Linked DNA regions of Triticum aestivum: region 1 is linked to region 2. The links are chromatin contacts, called in public Hi-C maps. All regions are on one chromosome and are shown on one strand. Each heading gives the region's core, a stretch centred on a gene start, on an enhancer-like site or on the middle of the called end of the contact. The rest is flanking DNA. Distances are from core to core; before and after follow the strand shown. Region 1 holds the start of LOC123051743 (ankyrin repeat domain-containing protein 2A). Region 2 holds the start of LOC123051742 (phosphatidylinositol 4-phosphate 5-kinase 6).

Region 1 (5,222 bases), core at 1,120-3,619, 700 kb after region 2:
GATCCAAACTGATATGATGCACTGCGCGAGGAATATAAGGCACTGTTACAGAATAATACGTGGTGTTTGGTGCCTCGACCTATAGGTGAGAATGTTGTAAGTGGCAAGTGGATTTACAGGCACAAGTTCAACTCCGGCAGCTCTCTTGCTTGTCAAAAAGCACATTGGGTTCTTCGAGGCTTCACGCAACACAAGGGCGTGGACTACTCCGAGACCTTCGGCCCCATCTGTAAGCCGCCCACGATTCCGTTCGCCCTCAGCCTCGTAGTCACCGGCTCATGGCCGATCCATCAACTCGACGTGAAGAATGCGTTTCTTCATGGGGTTCTCAATGAGATCGTTTATAGCGCCCAACTCACCAGCTTCATCGAAACGAACCGCCCGTATGCAAACCCTAGTGCTCCCTCTACGGCATCAAGCAGGCGCCTCAGGCTTGGTTTGCTCGCTTCACCATACATCGCCTCACGCTCGGCTTCACCGCCTCCAGGAGCGACAGCTCACTCTTCATCCTCCATCACGACTCGTCCACTGCCTATGCGCTGCTATACATGGATGGCATAATCCTAATGGCGAGCTCCTCTAGCCTACTGCGCTTTGTCAGCGGCTCGCTCCATCCTGAGTTCACCATGACTGACCTCAACGACCTACACCACTTCCTCGGCGTGAACTCCAACGCTTCTATGCCGGTCTATTTTTCTCGCATCATTAGAATGCGCTTGAGATATTGGACCGTGCCGGCATGCTCAACCGTCGACCCATCTCCACCCCCTCGACGCCCGCGCCAAACTCTCCACCACCGACGGCAAGCTTGTCACCGATCCATTGTGTCTCGTTCTAGCGTAGAAGCAGAATACCGCGTCATGGCAAATGTCGTCGCCAAGTCTTGTTGGCTCCATTAGCGTCTCATTGAGCTCCATCGAGCCACCGTTGTGCTCTGCAACAATGTACCTCTCCAGCGGCCCGGTTCAACACCACTAATCATGTGAAGGTCGACCTGCACTTCGTTCGCGAACATGTAGCATTGGCGATGCCAAGGTCCACACGTATCTTCACCAAAGGCTTACCGAGGATCGTCTTCAATGACTTACATCCTCGCAAATCCCGTTTTGACTGCGGCCTGGGGGGGGGGGGGGGAGTCGGCTGCCACGTCTACAGCTCCACGCGAGTGACCGTTTCCGGTGTCACGCACAAAGCCCATGCTCCCGTCTGTATAGCAGATTCTGTTGGTAACAACCTAGCTGCCGTTATGTGCTTCGGCGTGTATATATTTAACACTGAGCTGTGAATACAATCTACGGTGAACTCTACTCTGCAACTCAATAATGTAAACAGACATAAAAGAACAGCAGCCTTCTTACCGCTCCATTCTGAATCAAGTACTCCACCACAGCAAGATGCCCATTGGCAGAAGCCATATGAAGAGCTGACAGTGATGAGGAAATGGTTAGGTACCTCACTATTTAGTCTAGGAGATCAATCTAAAACGAAAGCAGTCTACAAGAATGTTTGGTTGAATTATCAAGTTTGTCACTGAATTTCAAATGAATCTGAAAGATGTCGGTTTTCAGAGAGTTTATATAGTTAAATTACGATATGTAGCTTGCACTTGGTGGCTTAATAAGAAGAACAACATGGAAAAGATATCCTGGTACTCCATTTTTAAGAAACTTGCAAGAGAAATTAAAAGACAATCTATTCATTATACATTGGGCTTCTGTTGATCTACTCTAATTCAAGCCAGAGACATCATAACTTTATAATCAACCCAGATAGTGTATTGATGTGCTCAGAACTTCGTATGGCAGACAGCCTAATATGTATACATGGCAGCTTCATACACCACACAGACATATAATAACATAAGAAAAGTATCTGAACAGAAAACTAAGAGCAACGCAGACAGTCGAACTTGAACAGGGGGAACCAAACCAACCCGTTCGGCCTTGCGAATCTGCGGAGTCGAGGGGGACACCGGCGGAGAAGAGGGCGACGACGTCTTCCAGCTCGTCGTACCTCGCGGCCTGGCAGAGCAGCACAATCAAAGCCCACCGCTCCCGTCAGTAACAGTCCACCCCGATGCGAAAAAACAGAGCATACGAGCAAGGGAAGTAGGGGAGGTTTGGGGCTTACGTCGATGAGATCCTGGGCCTGCTCGGCGGTGGCGGCGGGGGTTGGCTGCGCCGATTCGACGCCCATCGCTGAGCACGCGAGAAAGCTAGGTCAGCTGGGAGGAAAAGGGAGGCTGGAGTCGCGGTGCCGCCGGCTGCCCTTGATGCTGCTGCGGTTTCCCTGCGTACGGCGGCGGCGGCGGGTTTGCCCTGGCAGCCCCTCAGTCCAAGTTGGCGTGTGTGGGCTTCTTCTCGGCTTATGGGCTTTATTTGTCAGCTATAGTCACCAGCAGGCCGTTTCCCTTGCTCGGCCTACTCCTACGTTCCTGTGAAGAGCCTTCCGTCAGTTTAGGGAGCTCCTATTGGACGCTCTTTGCGTCCAACGGCACGCAGACGCGCACAGAGGACCCGCGAATGGGCTGCCATGAATCGTACACACGACTTACGCGTCCTAGGCTACTGCTGTTTTACTGGAAACGAGATTTGTCTAAGCTCATCTCAGCACCACATTTAAAATAATCTTTACACATTTACGAACGTTTCTTGAAAGTTTTGGAAATAAAATTTAATGCCGAATATTGTTTCAAAAATCAAAATAAGTTTTGGAATTCCAAACCATTTTTATTCCGCATTTTTCAAAGAAAAACAAAATTGAAATCCCAAATATATTTATAATATGTGAACAATTTTTTAAAACATTTTTCAAAATTCCAAACGAAATTTGGAAACACTAACATTTTTTGAACTCCGCAAAGATTTTATTATACGCAAGCATCTTTTGAATCTGTGAACAATTTTTAAAAAAATGATAACTTTTTCGCAAAGATGAACAAAATTTAAAAAATTGGAACACATTCTCAAATATGAAAAAATTTAAAGAAAAAAGGAGAACAAAAATTAACATGGACAATTTTTTAACTCCAAACTTTTGAAAACACGAACATGATGAACAAATTTTGGAAAAATAAGAACAAAAATTAAGGTTCCGAACAAATTTCCAGAACAAAAATTAACATTCCGAACAATTTTGAAAAATGATCAATTTTTGAAAACACGAACAAAATTTGGAAAACAATTTTTGAAATTTCTGAATAAATTTTGAATTTATGAACAAAATTTGAAAATGTGAACAAGTTTCGAAATTCTAGTATTTTTTGAATTCTCTATATTTTTGGAATTTTGGAACAAAATTTGAAAACAGGAACATTTTTGGAAATTTGAACAAATTTTTGAAAAATGCTTAAATTTTAAATTTCTGAACACGTTAATAAAAAGAAAAATAAACTTGAAAAAAGAAAAAGAAACCGAAAAAAAGAGAAAGAGAAATGAAAATAAGGAAAAGAAAAAACAATAGAAAACCAAAAGAACCAAAAAAGAAACAACACAAGAAAAAAAACGGTTCATGGGGAAGGTTCCCAAGACCGATTGGATGCACTGTGTATATATGGAAGTGGGCTGGCCCATGTAGGTCGCTCGCGTCGCTGCTCTGTGCGATTGCCCGACAGTTCGCCGCAGAGAGCGACAGATAGGGTTTTCCATCAGTTTATTCGTTTCTTTTTTAGGACGAGTATGAATATGAAACCCTAAAAGATGAATATGGGAACCCAAAGAACAAATATAGGGCTTTAGAGAAAGACTCTTTTTTTGGAGACAAACTTTAGAGAAAGACTCAGAAAAGGAATATGGGAGCCCAAAGAGCAAATATAGGACCCAAGAGGACGAATATGAAACTCTAGAGGAAGACTCGGAAGAGCCCGGTGAAAGTGCAGAGGCAAAATATGGGACTTTAGAGGAAGACTCACACGACGAATATGAGAGCCCAGAGGAAGATTCCATCTTTAAAAAAGATGGTTTGATTGAACATCGAAAACAAAAGAATTTAGTGTAAAATACTAAAAATAAACTTTCTAGATTTTTGGCCTAATTTTTCCTTTTTATTTTTCATATTTTTTGTTTCCCATTTTTCTTTTTTCAAATGCATGAACTTTTCTCAAATTCGCAAACTTTTTCTAGATTCGTGACTTTTTTCCAATTGCAAAATCTTTTTCAATTTTCTGAAATTTTTTCTTAAGAACATTTTTCGTGATTTTTTCAAATTTATAATTATTTTAAAACGATATGTACTCTTTTCAAGTTCATCTGTTTGTTTTTTCACCTTTCACGGTCAATTGTCAATGGCAATGCCCTAAAATGTGTGGTCAAATGCGCTCATGGGCCGTCGCCCATATAGCACACAAGTGAGCACCACAAGCCTAACAACAAGTACAATATCTTAGGCAGTCTATAAGAGTTTAAATACCATATACCTTTGTTTTGAGAAGATGAGAGAGAAGGAACCCCTCCAAAAAATGAGAGAGAAGGGAAGTGAGTTGTAGGTTAAGGGTGTGTTCTAAAGTCCTCCCACTCCACGCTTCACAAACTTCTCGTGCGGAGCTGAGCCGAACGGAATAGCTGCCAAAAGCTAGCTTCAGGAAGTTACGATGGATCCTAGTGCAAAAATCAAGAGCGAGGTCGGGCCAGCTTCACAAAAAAGAGAATCAGGGTTCACCCATATTACAGCCAAAGTGCCACCGCCAAACAAAACGTTTCATCCAGCAACGCAAAAGAAAACGATTCATCCCCTCGAGAGCCAACTGTCGCTACGAACATGTACCACGTCTCCCCTCGGCAGCCATCTAGGCTCGTTCCAACCGGCCCAGTATGATCGTAGACAACCCAACAATTGCTGCTAGCCCAAGATGACGATGTAGAAGCTGATTTAACTCCTGAACGAAAGGAAATGCTGCATGGAGCGAGAAGCCACGAAAAGAAGCTGGATTTGTGGAGTTTTGAGCAATTGGAGGACTTCCGAGAAGGCCATAAGAGCCATCTATAGCACAAGCTCCAAGACACTTTATAAGGTTGTAAGATGGGCCGGTGATTATTAAAATAATACATATTTATAATTTACTACTACTATACGTGACTAGGTTAGTTACAAATAATGTGGCAACTTCCTATAGTCGATTGATGGATGTATTATTAACCTTGCTGCGCTATAAGTGCCAATTAGGAGATCTCGTTTCCTTGACGGAAAACTATACCTTGCTTATTGTGAAACATCCGTCTATCTCA
Region 2 (5,034 bases), core at 339-2,838:
TTCCACGGCCAAAGTTCCAAAATCTGCATAGTTCAGAGTCGCTAATGGAGGGAGATGGGCAGAGCAACACACCTGATGCCGAGCTGCAAGTTGAGCATGAGCTCGTAGTGCTTGTGCCCCTTGACGATGGTCTCCCCCTGCTGCTTCGCCTGCCGCGGGGACACCCACTTGGCGATGCGCGGCGCCGGGGACGGCGGCGGCAGAAGCTCCCCGCCCTCCGCGCCGTCCTCCGTCCTCACGCTCCTCCGCGCGTCGTCCACCAGGGCGGCCCCGTCCACAATGTCGCAGGTGATATCGCCGTCCGACTCCCAGATGCAAATCTTGTCGTACTTCCGGTCGCCGCCGGAGCAATTGCTCATCCCGGACACCGAGCTCGCCCGCCCATTGGCCGTCCGGTTGCCCGAGCTGTTGAGCGGCCTCTGCAGCGGCGTGGACTCGGGGGCGCCGGCGGCGGCCATGAAGCCCGGCAATTCCCTCGCGAAGACGTCGCGGGGGTCGCGCGCCGTCGGGGAGGACGCCGCCGGGGACGGGTAGTAGACGCCCTTCTGCTGGACAATGCCGCCGGGGCCGTCTCGCGTCCAGAAGCCGACGTAGACGCTGCCGTCGGCCCATCGGAAGGTGCCCTGGCCGCGCGGGCAGCCGTCCTCCCAGCCGCCGTCGTAGCGGTTGCCGTTGGCCCAGGCGAGCTCGCCGCGGCCGTGGATGAGGCCGGCCCGCCACTCCCCCGTGTACTCGGTCCCGTTGCGCCAGATGTAGCGGCCGGCGCCGTCCTGCAGGCCGGAGCGCCACTCGCCGTCGTACTGGTCGCCGTTGGCGTAGCTCTTCCTGCCGTCGCCGTGCTTGAGGTTCATGGACCAGGCGCCCTTGTAGGTGTCCCCGGCGGCGCCGGTGTAGGTGCCGTCGCCGTCCATGAAGCCGTCCTTGAACTCGCCCTCGTAGGTGGCGCCGGAGGGCCAGGAGAACTTGCCCCGGCCCGTGGCCTTGCCGTGCCGCCACTCCCCCTCGTACATGCACCCGTCCGTCCACAGGTATTTCCCGGCGCCGTCCGGCGCGCCGGCGCGCCACTGGCCCGTGTAGAAGTCCCCGTTGGGGAGGCCGCGCTCGACGTACTCCTCCTGGCTGCTGTGGCGGTGGGGGTCGGCATCGTCGACGCCCGCGGAGGAGGAGGCCGAGGAGGAGGCCGTCTCGGAGTCGTCGGCGGGCAGCATGGGGGCGACCCGGCGCCTGCCCCCGGGCTGCGGATGCTGCTGCACCTTGCGCACCGTCGCCTCCCACGCCCTGGCCAGGGTGTGCTCGTGCATTGGGCGCGCCCGCCTCTCCTGGCCACACCCGTCTCTTCTTTCTCCTCGTCCCGCCGCCGCCGCTCGAGCTCCCTCTCCGAACTTGGCGGTGGATCTAGCTAGCACCGGTGAAGGCCGCGCGCGCGCACGCTCCACGGCGGCATTGCTGGGGGGCGTGAGGCGGGTAATGGCGAGGAGTTAATGGAGACACGCAAGCGAGAGCGAGAGGGGCGAGGGAAAGAAAGAAATGCGCTTTGGGAGGGGGGGCGAGGAGACGGAGGTGGGGGGTGGAAGAAGACAGGGGAGGGGAGGTGGAAGGGGTGTCTGTCTTTCCGCTTTGTTTTCCTCTGTTTTATCTGCCTCTTTTTGATGAAACTTGGTACTCCTCCCATCCGTCCCATGGCCCCCGTGATGGCCTCCGTCCATCCTAAACTGGTTCTAGTTTTGTCTTTTTCATTTTTTTGTCAAAATTGAACAAATTTTACAGAATAAGTTTAGCAACCGGACTTAAAAACAAAGACAAAAAAGTTTAGCAAGGAGACTTGGTTGATTCTTGCGTTTACTAGCAGGGTCGTCTTGTTGGTGGTTATTGTGGTGGTTAGTGCGGGTGCTTGTCTTGTTCCTCTGGCCTGTGTAGCTAGGTTAATGCGTGGGTTCTAGTGCTGTCCCTAATAAGCTAAGCTAAGCTTCAGGTTAGCACAAGGGTGGTAGTAGTACCACTAGCCAACTAATCAATCAGTCCGTGGCTTAATTTAGGGGCTTGTCTGCCCATGAGCCTCCTGTCCTGGTCTTTCTTTCTTTCTCCTAGGTTTCCACTGCACAGGAGGAAGCCATATCCATCAGCAGCAGGAAACCGACGACGTATTCCGATGACGACGTGGACGCACAACAGTGCAACACGAATCAGTTTTACAGAGATTAATCAATTTTCTAAAAAAAAAGAGAATATCAGTTTACTTGACAATTCAACCTCTTTGCAGCCTCCATTTGTGGTGTGTGTGTGGTGGTGCATGGCATGGTGCCTTGTCTCTGTACCTAGCATACCTGCAGGACCAGCCTAGCTGAATAGCTGGTGCATTCAGCTGCTGCTGCTAATTATAGTATATTTAGGATTAGGAGTCGTAACCTCCCTTGTCAATGCCTCATCCGGCAATCTGCAGCCGTACTCCTAACAGCTGATGCTAGCAGCGTGTATGGTCCTAATCCCTTGACTGTTAGGTCTAACCAGTTGGTTCATCGGTCGGTGATGCCATTATTAATTAATCAAACAGCGCTCAGCCAATAACGCCTGGTCTCTAATCTTGGTTGAAACCACATACCCCAGTCTTGCTGCCTAAAAAATAGCCCAATCTTGCTTAAGATCGAGCACTTTGTGTGAAGCTCGGTTTCGGAGAAAAAGACTAAAAAAGAGAGGTGACAGGATCTGATAAAGCGGATCAGCAGGAGATACTGCTACTGGATAGACATGCAGGCCATCTTCTCCTGAGTTGAGAGCGGCAGAGCTGGTCCTGCCCCTGATCCTGCCGGTGGTTGTTCCACTGTCATGCGACGCATGTTGTATTTGTACTCATGTACTCCTGCTTCGGTATTTAAAGATGGAGATGTGTTTTAAGATGGAGCTGACTTTAGGATCATCGCATAGGATGCCAACCCAAATCCTGAGAGTACCGCTCGTACGTCGGAGATCAATGGCTCATCGGTGAGTGAAGCGGCCTGTGGATCTGGTTGCACAAAGCATCAACAAAAACCCTAAAACATGGCCAGTTCACGGATTGATCCAATCCACCTTCCCAAGAAAGCTAGAAGACGAAAACGACCTAATATCTTCTTCATCTCGGTAGTAGATGGCATTTGCCATGGCCTTCTACCGTTCCAACCTGATTTTTCTGAAGAAAATCTGATACTGACAGTATCGTCGAGGCACCAAAAGTGCATCCGCAGACCTAACAAACAATGGCGTTTACCTTGTAGTTTCTCATGTCCTGCACTGCACCGCACCGCCCCGCCCCGGGAATAAAAGATCACATAACCATGGCGTCGTGCGTGCAAGCAAGCGATCCGCCGATCTTGTCTTGATCCATTTCTTAAAGCCGCGTCCTTGCCTGCGATTAGGTGACCCCTGCCCACACAGCTAGCTGTTCTTATTTTCTCCAACACTCATAGCAACGCGACACCACCATTGGTTCCTCTTGGCCGGCCAATGTCTAGAGCCAACTCCACCGCGCGACCCCATCCCGTCCGTTTGGGGTAAAAGGAACAAACGTGGCGGCCCAGCGCGCGACGGCCCGGACCCATCTGGTCCGTCTTGTGTCCGGGTCGACCCATTTCAAGCGTAAATATGCGCTGGTTTTGGGTCGCGGCGGACACCAAACGGACACGTCACTCGTCTGCGTCGCGACCGCGTGGCTGGCGGCCACCTACCTCCCACCACCCAATATCAATGCGCACGGGCGGCCGGCCCCGCCTGTCATCCGCCCGGGCGAACGGTCGCGGTCCTTCTTAAATGAGGAAGCCATGAACCGGTCGTCGTCCACACTGCCCCACTCCACCCCGCGGCCTCCTCGAAACCCGACAACCCAAAGTCCCCAAACTCTAGCCTTGAGCTCGCCGGCCGCCTCGCAGCCATGGGCCTATGGAACTACGGCCGCAAGGGGAAGCACGACCGCGAGGCCGGCTCCTCGTCGGGTCGCCGCCGCGGCTCCGTGAAGAAGGAGGAGCCCGCATCACCACCGCGTCGGGCCCCCGCGCCGCCCGCGTTCTCCATCGCCCCCACGGCCGCCGGCGAGCGCGACCGGCACTACATCGAGGCGGCCGTATGCCGCCGCTATTGGGAGACGAGGACGCCGCTTCCCTCGAGCGATGTCCACCTCCCAAACAACTGGCATTTGTCAGCCGACCGCGTGCCGATCCCGCCGGTCCCATTGAGCGGCCGTGCACGCCGCCAGGAGATCGAGCACCGCCGCCGCCTCCTTCCGGACGACCTATACTACGACGAAAGGTACGCCCCCGACTCGCCCATGTGGGACACCTGGTTCCAGGACGAGCACGACACGCGGCGGGCGTCCTTCTTCGCCGGCACGTCTACGGCGCCGCGGCGGCCACGTCCAGAGCGCCGAGCAGCTGCTCCTCAGGTGCGCGGGTGTGCGGCCTCACGCCCACGCCGTCGCCTTCCCCGTCTCCGTCACCACCTCCACCTCCTCGCATGACAGTGGAGGAGAAGGCCCGTCTCATGGCGCGTGTCATGGAGGACTCCATGCGCACGCACGACGAGCGCCAATGGGAGGGCCTCGAGGAGATGACGGCCCTCTCCACGTCCGGCGACGTCGCCATCCCCGAGCTGGAGATGGTGGTGAAGGAGGAGGTGATGGAGGAGCCGCCGGTGGCCGCGTTCCACCCGGGCCTGGTGGGCTAGGGGTGGACCTGGTCGTGCACGGCAGAGCAGATAGCCGACGCCGTGGGGGGCGTGAACTGGTGCCCCACGCCACCGCGGTCACCGGAGCGGGACGCCTCGCCACGGGAGGAGGTGGTGCAGGCACCGGCCACCTTCCAGCCCGCCGCCCCCGTGCACCACGGACCGCCGGCCCACCTCTGGACGCCGTCGGACTACGTCGACCTCGTCAGCGACGACGACAACACCGGCGGCCACTGAAGATGGCGACGGCCACGGCATCGCCGGGCGCGGCAGGATCGCGGGCGGCGTTTTTTATTTTATTTTTATGTTAATTAGGCACTGGGCCTAAGTGAACCGTGAAAC

What was found. A called contact is a pair of places that touch in the nucleus more often than the background predicts.
Region 1: a contact with region 2 is called in a Hi-C map of leaf, with 2.9 times the contacts expected there. The contact joins the promoter of LOC123051743 here to the promoter of LOC123051742 in region 2. A contact is called at or near these places in 2 of 5 Hi-C or Micro-C datasets (both in leaf) and 1 of 1 datasets of contacts at active chromatin or transcription factors (leaf).

Annotation. Positions count from the first base shown.
Region 1 is chr2D:80,471,599-80,476,820 of IWGSC CS RefSeq v2.1, forward strand. LOC123051743 (ankyrin repeat domain-containing protein 2A) reads right to left here and starts at 2,370. Exons shown (of 6, transcript XM_044474712.1): 1 at 2,131-2,370; 2 at 1,934-2,021; 3 at 1,359-1,423. The coding sequence starts at 2,196.
Region 2 is chr2D:79,774,766-79,779,799 of IWGSC CS RefSeq v2.1, forward strand. LOC123051742 (phosphatidylinositol 4-phosphate 5-kinase 6) reads right to left here and starts at 1,589. Exons shown (of 8, transcript XM_044474709.1): 1 at 73-1,589. The coding sequence starts at 1,301.